Regions from separate parts of the Hordeum vulgare genome. Here all the other regions are linked to region 3. A link is a contact called in public Hi-C data. All regions are on one chromosome and are shown on one strand. Each heading gives the region's core, a stretch centred on a gene start, on an enhancer-like site or on the middle of the called end of the contact. The rest is flanking DNA. Distances are from core to core; before and after follow the strand shown.

What was found. A called contact is a pair of places that touch in the nucleus more often than the background predicts.
Region 1: a Hi-C map of leaf shows a contact between it and region 3, with 3 times the contacts expected there. The contact joins the enhancer-like site here to the promoter of LOC123401384 in region 3. A contact is called at or near these places in 2 of 6 Hi-C or Micro-C datasets (leaf and seedling).
Region 2: a contact with region 3 is called in a Hi-C map of leaf, with 4 times the contacts expected there. The contact joins the promoter of LOC123402722 here to the promoter of LOC123401384 in region 3. A contact is called at or near these places in 4 of 6 Hi-C or Micro-C datasets (leaf, seedling and an unstated tissue).

The regions. Positions count from the first base shown.
Region 1 is chr6H:230,869,162-230,871,861 of MorexV3_pseudomolecules_assembly, reverse strand. No RefSeq gene overlaps it. Among protein-coding and RNA genes, the nearest start is that of LOC123401838, 84 kb to the left of the region's middle. Within about 2 kb of position 1,266, at least 1 of the 3 cell types and tissues checked has open chromatin away from gene starts, as enhancers often do. A contact at or near this core is called in leaf, where this site is marked.
Region 2 is chr6H:230,032,170-230,034,869 of MorexV3_pseudomolecules_assembly, reverse strand. LOC123402722 (GDSL esterase/lipase At5g45910-like) reads right to left here and starts at 1,315. Exons shown (of 5, transcript XM_045096674.1): 1 at 731-1,315; 2 at 417-632; 3 at 165-316; 4 at 1-86. The coding sequence starts at 998.
Region 3 is chr6H:230,380,388-230,383,087 of MorexV3_pseudomolecules_assembly, reverse strand. It overlaps LOC123401384, which reads left to right and starts at 1,396. Exons shown (of 6, transcript XM_045095172.1): 1 at 1,396-2,151; 2 at 2,256-2,632. The coding sequence starts at 2,322.

The DNA.
Region 1 (2,700 bases), core at 17-2,516, 490 kb before region 3:
TGTAATCTTGCACGGATGGTGAGCCGACCATGGCGCTGTAAGCCGGTGCGGACAGTGAGTTGATGTAGACCGAACCAACGTGGCGGCTTGCGCAAGTATCTGTCGAGTAGTGTGGCATGGACACATGCTCGCATGAACTCTATAGTCGCGATATAATGCCATTGTTTAAAAAATTATCCTGCATAGAATATTGTAGGAAGAGTAATTATTCTCAAGAAAATTATTATGTGCTAAAATTACACTGGATGAATATCATCTGATGTATTTGATCGTATAATCTATGATCTTTGCATGAACTGGGATATACAGAGGGCCAGGCGCAGCATGGATGTGCTACTTGTTTGATTTCACCTCGCGATGTCTGCGGAACTAATACCCCCTCTAGTCTGATCTCTCACGAGTCTAGTAGGACTAGTATTGCTGTATACAAGTATTGTTGATTTCTCACGAGTCAACTGCTCCTTCTTCTTTCTTTTATTGATCCGATCAATGGAACAACAACTCGAGATCTCCTTATATTTGAAACTGCCAGTGGTCTCCTTTGCACGTATTTGCAACAGCTGAGACAACAACCATCTGATACAGAATTAGCCCGTAGCATCCTTAGTGCAGAAGGAGAGCACCGTTGCCGATCTCCATGAGCGCCGCGAGCGCCGTGACTCCCTCGGCATCCTCCCAGGCGACGACCGCCACTATCCGTCGGAACTCGGCCTCGGGGATGCGCTTGTAGTAATCCCCATTGTCCCCGCTCTGGTGGATACCGATGGGGTTGAAGTAGCACTGCAGGATCGTCCTCCACTCCGAGTTCATGTGCTAGTAGTCATGCAGCATCTTCTTGAGGTACTGCTCTGTCCCGTCGTACATGTTGATGTGGAGCAAGGGGTCCTTTCGCTTGGCCTCCGACTCGGACACGAGATTGGATCAGAGTGAGTCGACTAGAGACGAACGCGGCGGGGCTGACTCGGACATGAGATTAGCTTGAAGCAAGGCGACTTGAGGCGAAGCTGGTGGTGGAAAGCCAAGCCGGCGACGTGGTCAGCAGTGGCAGTTGCGGCGCGGCGGAGGCAAACGAGGCAGCGGGGCGGCTCGAGACCGAGCCAACGTGGTGTGGCGGACGCAGATGCGGCGCAAGGCGTGGCCACGACACAGCCAACTGATGCGGTGAGGCAGTTTGAGGTGAGGCCGGTGCGGTGTAGTGGAGGTAGGCGCGGCGCAAGGTGTGGCTGCGGCAGTGAGGCGGCTCGATGCCAACCGGCGACGTGGTCGGCAAGTCCGCGTCTGTTTCTTCCTTCAAGAAGTCGCGGCCTCCCCCTTTTATCGTTTAAGAGCAATACGTAGCAGCAGGCCGTGGCAGGATGCATCTTTTTTTTATCTTTAGTTTTTCCCTTTTTTATGGATGGAGGTTGACCCGAGAACGTTAGTAGAACACATCAATCTTTTCCTTTGCTTTCGTTAATGCCGCGAACGCGGTAGGCTTCTTCTGTGGTTCAGCAAATTTTGTCGCCAGATAGACGATTTGTGGTCGGTCAACATCAAACTTATATTTTGACTCCGATCTGGTTTATTTCTAATGTTGGAACTTTTTCCAATATTGACAGATGAACTCGTAATCGATGTAGATCCTTTCATGGTCGCTCTTTTTCATCCGGCAAATCGCAAACTTCTCGATCCGTGAAGAAATCCCCTCAAGAACTTAACACCATCGTGCTTTGCCCCATGGTCGGCGTCAAATGTCGTGATTTTGGCACGACATATGTCCTTCTGAGAGAACTTAGGTGTGAGGCCATCGCAACTATGTGGCGGCTTGAGAGGGATTGGTCGGAATTGAGAGACGCGAGTTTACCCAGGTTTGACCCCTCCGATGGAGGTAAAAGCCTACGTCCTGTTTGTGTTTCATTGATGAAGATGATGGTCTTGATTACAAGGGGCGGAATAACTACCTCTAATCTCGAAGCTGTCTAATCTGTCTATCTCTAATGACAATCTGTCCCTCTTGGGGCGCCTTACCCCTCTTTATATAGGTGGAAGTGGTAGGTTTACATGTAGAGTCCTACTAGGAGTAGGACTAGGACTAGTCTCTCTTGAATACTAATATGAGTCTTGTCTCCTTCCCACGGGAGTCTTTTCTCTTCTTGGGCCTCTCTCTTGTGAACCGGCCCTCCTTGCCTCTCTATCAGCCGCCTTATGCGTGGGTGCACGTCGGGCCTTGGGCCTTCTGTCTTATCATTCGTCTGACCAGCCTACCATGTCACTAGTGAGTCGCCAAGCTCGACCGGGTCACCAGTGAGTCGCCAAGTTTGAACGGGTCATACTTCAAGCCGGGTTACCTGCGGGGTATATCCCCGACACTGCCAGTTCTTCACCGAGTCCAAAAACCTCATCTCGAGAAGGCTACTTTTGCCCCTAAGCTGAATGCCTAAGCCGCTGCAAAGCTGTACTACATTGGTATTTCGCCCTGAGGAAGGAAACTTCTTCACGGTCATCCCTCGACACTTGAACAAGCGCTTGAACAAGCCCCAATGCAGATAACATCCAAGGAAGTTCTCGCACAATGACACAAATGCGGCCTGATATGTAACAACGTTGGGAGGCAAATGATGGAGCTGAGCCCCGAACAGAGCAAGAAATGCTCGAAAGAAAGGATGCGAAGGCAGAGAGAAACCTCGCTCGATGTGGGTGACCAAGAGCACCCGCTCGTCG
Region 2 (2,700 bases), core at 66-2,565, 350 kb after region 3:
TCCAGCATATTCAAGTACACGGGGAAGCACCCAGTGGGCATCACCCCTGGCACAATAAGATCCGCTGCCCCCTCAGCGATCAATTCCTGAAGCATACATGAACAACTAAAGTTGGAAGTACATTTGATAACAGCGAACAAATAACTCAAAGAAGCAATCGCTACCTCGACGCCATCGGAGATGCCCTGGATGACATCCGGCATGAACTTGTAGGCCTCTGTAAGGCCCTTGCCTGCAAACAAGGGCGCATTGTAGTCGTTGCCACCAAACTCGCCAATAACGAACAGCGAATTGGCATAAAACTCCTTGCATTCTTCTGCAAAAACCTCACGAGAACAAAAGATTCAAAAGCAAATTCCCAATTATTTCACAATCCAACACCTACATAGCTGCAAAGGTGGGATTTTGACATTTACCCTTGGTGGAGTTGCACAAGAAAGGCTTGAGATCACGGAACCACTGGATTTGGGTCATGAGGGCACCGGAGTTCCAGACCACCGCGCCGAGGCCCCTAACTTCGAAGTAGGGCGTGTCGAGCGCTGTCGCGCCGGTGATGGCGAAATTGGCGCCGTGCTTGAAGTCCGAGTGATTGGCCTTGGACGGCGGTGGCAGCGACAGCCCGAATTCTTGTGCTGCAATAACCGACCAAGCGCAGGAAACCCATCAGGACCGAATCTCGGAGGAATCAAGAAAAGCAGTAAGAAATAACCAAATCAAACCGGGCACTCACCCAGGTGGTCGATTACTAGGCGGCCGTCGGAGCACCGGCCGGTGGGTTTGCCAAAGTAGGTCTGCCCGTAAGGCAGCCTCGCCGTGGTGAGGTTGTCTGGGACGCCGTTTGCTATCAGATTGCCAGCGTCAGCCAGAGAGTCCCCGAAGTTGAACAGCGCTTGGTACTTCCCCTTGGCCGCCGCCTTCGCTGCGTCCACTTTCTCGGCCGCCGCCGCGAGAAATACCGCCACGACCGCAATAGCGACGAGCGCCTCCCATCTACCCATCCGACCGCTCCTTGGGTCAGTCTACGCGGAACGGAAGAGAGGAAGAAGAGAAGAAGGAGAAGGAAGACGAAATGGTGGTGGGAGAGCTAAGAGGAACTAGCAATTGCGGTTAGGGTTGGGGGTTCTTGTAGGCGTGGGCTGCGCTGGTGGCCTAACCGGTGGCGGCTGCTCGTGTGGCGTTTTCTTGGCTGCCCACGTCGTTCCCGCCGCAGGCGTGAGAGTTATTGCGGAGGTGGGAGCATGAAGAAGACTAGCAGCCTGTTTGGTTGGGGGGAATTAAAACTAGGGAATGGGAATTGAGAGGACATGAGACTAAAACTTCCTTGTATGGTTCAGGGGAAGAGGAATTTAGGAGGGAAGCGGATGCGGAATTGAGAGAGCCAACTCCATACTAGATCAACTCTAGCACATCCCGCATCCCGTCCCGACCCGTAAAATAACCGTCAAATTACGGATCGAGGCTAAAAAGTCCGCACAATCAGACCCCGCATTCCGTCCCGGTCCGTAAAAAAATGTGCGGGTCGCGGCAAATCTTCTCCCCCAACCTCTATCTTCACGGGCTGGGAGGCCGACCCGAGCTGAACCCCTATCCCGCGCGAGATTTGGCGGGAGGGATATTTCCGCGCGCCCGATCCCCGCTCCCCGCACCCTCCGCCACCATTGCCCCCCCCCCTCCGCAAGCTCCGGTTCCTCCTCCCCGGCCGTTCCTCACCGCCATGGAGGACCCCCATGTTGTCCCCCGTCACCGTCGAGGTCGCGCATGCTCCTTCCCCTCGGGGCGGATCTCGTCGCCGGCCATGTTGCCCCCGCCGCCGTCGCCCAAGCACACGCCACGCCTTCCCGCAAGCGGCAGGGCACCGTGGTCGTGCAGGGCGGGAATCCGGCTGCCCCCGCCGCGACGGCCCACGCTCCGGGCGCCAACGCCGCAGTGTGATACCGGCCGACGGCGGAGAAGGCCGACAAGGCCACGGGCGTAAAGCGGAGGAAGGTTCGCTTCAAGGAAGCCACCTTATTCAACCTCTGACTTCATCCCCCCGTAAGGAGATGCTCCGGCGATGTCGTTGAACGATCCCGCTCCCCCCGCAACCGAGGTGTTTGACGAAATGGCCGGAAGGTATGCCTCTTCAGTCTTGGCGATTCCCTTTCATTTTTCGCCATTAGTCTCGGTAGCTCGTGACTTGTTATCGTTCGCTATAGCGGTGGTTCGAACAATGCAACAACCGAGTTCATGAACATGTTGGACACGAACGCGGTTGATATTGGCAAAGGATCGAAGATCAATACTTCCGCATTATGAAAAAGTATCCTAATAGGACTGCAGGCACATTTCGGTCGCTTCAAGGGCATTGGGAGAATATCAAGCCTATGTGCAGCCGTTGGGCGGCTTGCTTGGAGCAAGTACGCAATGCACCTCCAAGTGGCACCGTGGAGTCTGACTATGTGAGTTTGTTTTTCCTTTGTTCAAGTTGTGCATCATCATAATGTATCATGGGAAATGATTGCATCACTTTGTTCATATTTTGTAGAACAAGATTGCTCAACATAGATACAAGGACATGGAAGCTTCGGAAGGCAAATTCTTCAAATTAGAGCATTGTTGGGAGTTGCTCCAAAAATGCGAGAAGTGGAAGTTGATCGACAAAGAATCCCCACCAAAGAAAGGCTCACTTATAAACATGGATGAAGATGAGGATGATGATGG
Region 3 (2,700 bases), core at 147-2,646:
CTAACAAGTCTAGTGCACCCTATACATGCTAGTCAACAAATATAGAAGCGGAAAGTAAAGACTTTGCACATGTAAGTAAGGAGTAGAGTTTAGGAAGATCAACCGCAAAGATAGACACGACAATTTTTGGCGTGGTTCCGATAGGTGGTGTTATCGTACGTCCACGTTAGTGAAGACTTCAACCCACAGAGTGTAATGGCTGTGAGAGTCCACAGAGGGTTCCACCCACAAAGGGTCCATGAAGAAGCGGCCTTGTCTATTCCACCATGGCTTACGTCCATACATGACTAGCCTCACTCACGGTAGATATTCATGAAGTATGCGATCTCCTTGCCCGTACAAACTTCTTGGTTCAACTCCACAACACGAAGTAGGAGGCTCCCAAGCGACACCTAACCAATCTAGGAGGCACCACCCTCCAAAAGGTAATAGATGTGGTAGAGCGATCAACTCCTTGCTCTTGTGCTTCAAAAGATAGTCTCCTCAACACTCAAACACTCTCTCACAGATTTGGCATGGGTAGGAGAGATTGATTATGGAAAGCAACTTGGGGAGGCTAGAGATCAAGGTTCAAATGGTTGGATTGGATTCTCTTGATCTCAACACATGAGTAGGTGGCTCTCTGTTAGAAAAATGGATATCGCAAGTGTAAGTGTGTTATGAGTGCTTCCTCTGCGAATGAGAGGAGGTGGAGGGGTATATATAGGCATCCCCAAAATCCAACTGTTACAACATTATTGCCCAACTCGGTGACACCGAAATGAATCTCGATGGTACCGAGTTGCATTAAATGTGGAAACTTTTGAATTTTTGGTGATACCAACATATAAATCTCGGTGGTACCAATAGGATGCCCTAGAGCAGTTTCCAAATCTCGGTGAGACCGAATCCAATCTCGAAAATTTCGATTCTTGTAATTAGCTCAATAGAAAGTTGGTCACTGATCTCGGTGGCACCGATATGAAACTTGGTGGCACCGATATGAAAGTTGGTGGTACCGAGATGGTAAGATTTGACAGCGGATCTGTGTGACGGGAAATCGGTAGGGCCGAGTGGAAAAAGTTGGTGGCACCAATTTTGCTGGTTTAGCTTTGGACAGAGATATTTTGTGGGAGAATGAGTGAATTTTAGTGGTGGCTATCTCTAAACACTTGAGCAACCAATTCATCATAATACCTCATCCCTTTTTAACAGTATTGGCTTTCCTATGGACTCAAAAGTGATTTCTCACAAATGTAAAATGTAGAGTCTTCTTGCTTGAAGTTTGAGCCAATCCTATTCTTTTCCTTGCATCAAGGGGATTCTCCTCACAATCCTTTGGTCAATATTTTTGTAGACTATACATGAAATATACTAGGTAAAAATATTATTTCAAAAGACAATGTATGTTGTCATGAATTATCGAAAACCACAAACGGATCATATGTGCTTTCAAATTACAAGAATGGATCGAGATCTCCGAAAGGGAAAAAGGGGAAAGGTAGGAGACATTAGTGGTTGAGGAAAAACCGTGTCATTCTTTTCGTTGATCCTCTGGATGACTCCTTCCCCTATGCGCTTTCTGGTTAAGCGGTACGAGATGAGACGTTGGCGACAGTGGCCCACTCCGGCCCCAGGTACCTCCTGCTGACTTGGTTGCGCGTCGCGCTATCGTGGCAAATGGTGTGTCTTCTCCTTGAACGGCCACATAACTTGTGTTGATGTAACTGCTTTGCCCTTAAAAAAAACAATGCCGTGTGCAACCACAAGTGACTATCGAGTAGCCCCACAAGCTCCGGGGCCATCTGTCATGGCTATACCAAAGAAGCCAAACGGAAAACCTCGCGCACAACTGTCAGCAGATAGAGCCATCAAATCCACGCGCGCATTCACGCCCGCATCCGAAACTATTACAGTCCGACCAACCAAAAGCAGCACCCATTAATCTACTCCTTTTCCGCTTTCCCATTAAAATCGACGAATTCTTCGCCGTAGAAATCAGATTCGCGAACGGAAACAGCAGCACCGGAGTATAATTCTTGCAATTTGTTGTGGTTTCTTCCCTCTTGGCTTCGATCATACGAGTTGATATAAACAAGAACTGTATTAGTGCTGTCCCCAAATCCGTGGATTCCGAGTCCGATGGCTCGATCGACATTTTAATTCCGATTTGTAAGTTTGCTCAACACTTTTACCTAGGGTTTCCGATTCCTCGCCTCAAGGGAATTTACAGAATCGTAATCTTTGTCCTTTTTTCTTCTTCCTCTTCGCTTCAGATTTTTGGTGAATTGTCGTGGATTCCGCGGCCGCGGTGCAAGGTGTCAAAGGTGTGAACAGTCGCTATGCAGTACCACCACCGCAGCCGCCTGCCGCCGCCTCCTCCACCGCCGTTTGGCCGAGGCAGTGGCGCCGTGTACCCTGGCGGCCACAAGCAGCTGTACGCTCCTCAAATTCCTCCTCGCCCCCCGCTTCTCGCGCCGCCGCATCGCAGATACGAGGTGCTCATGGAGGCCGGCCGCCTCGCGGCCGAGTACCTGGTATCCACGGGCGTGCTCCCGCCGTCCTCCCTACAACGCGGCGGCGGTGACCCGTGGACTGTTCCTCCCCTGCCTCAACCGCGGCAGCAATCCCCCGCATTCTATGACTGGAGGAGGTACGATGATGTATATAGCAATAACCCTGGCACCCGTCCTAGCTGGAACAGTAACATTACTGGTTGTT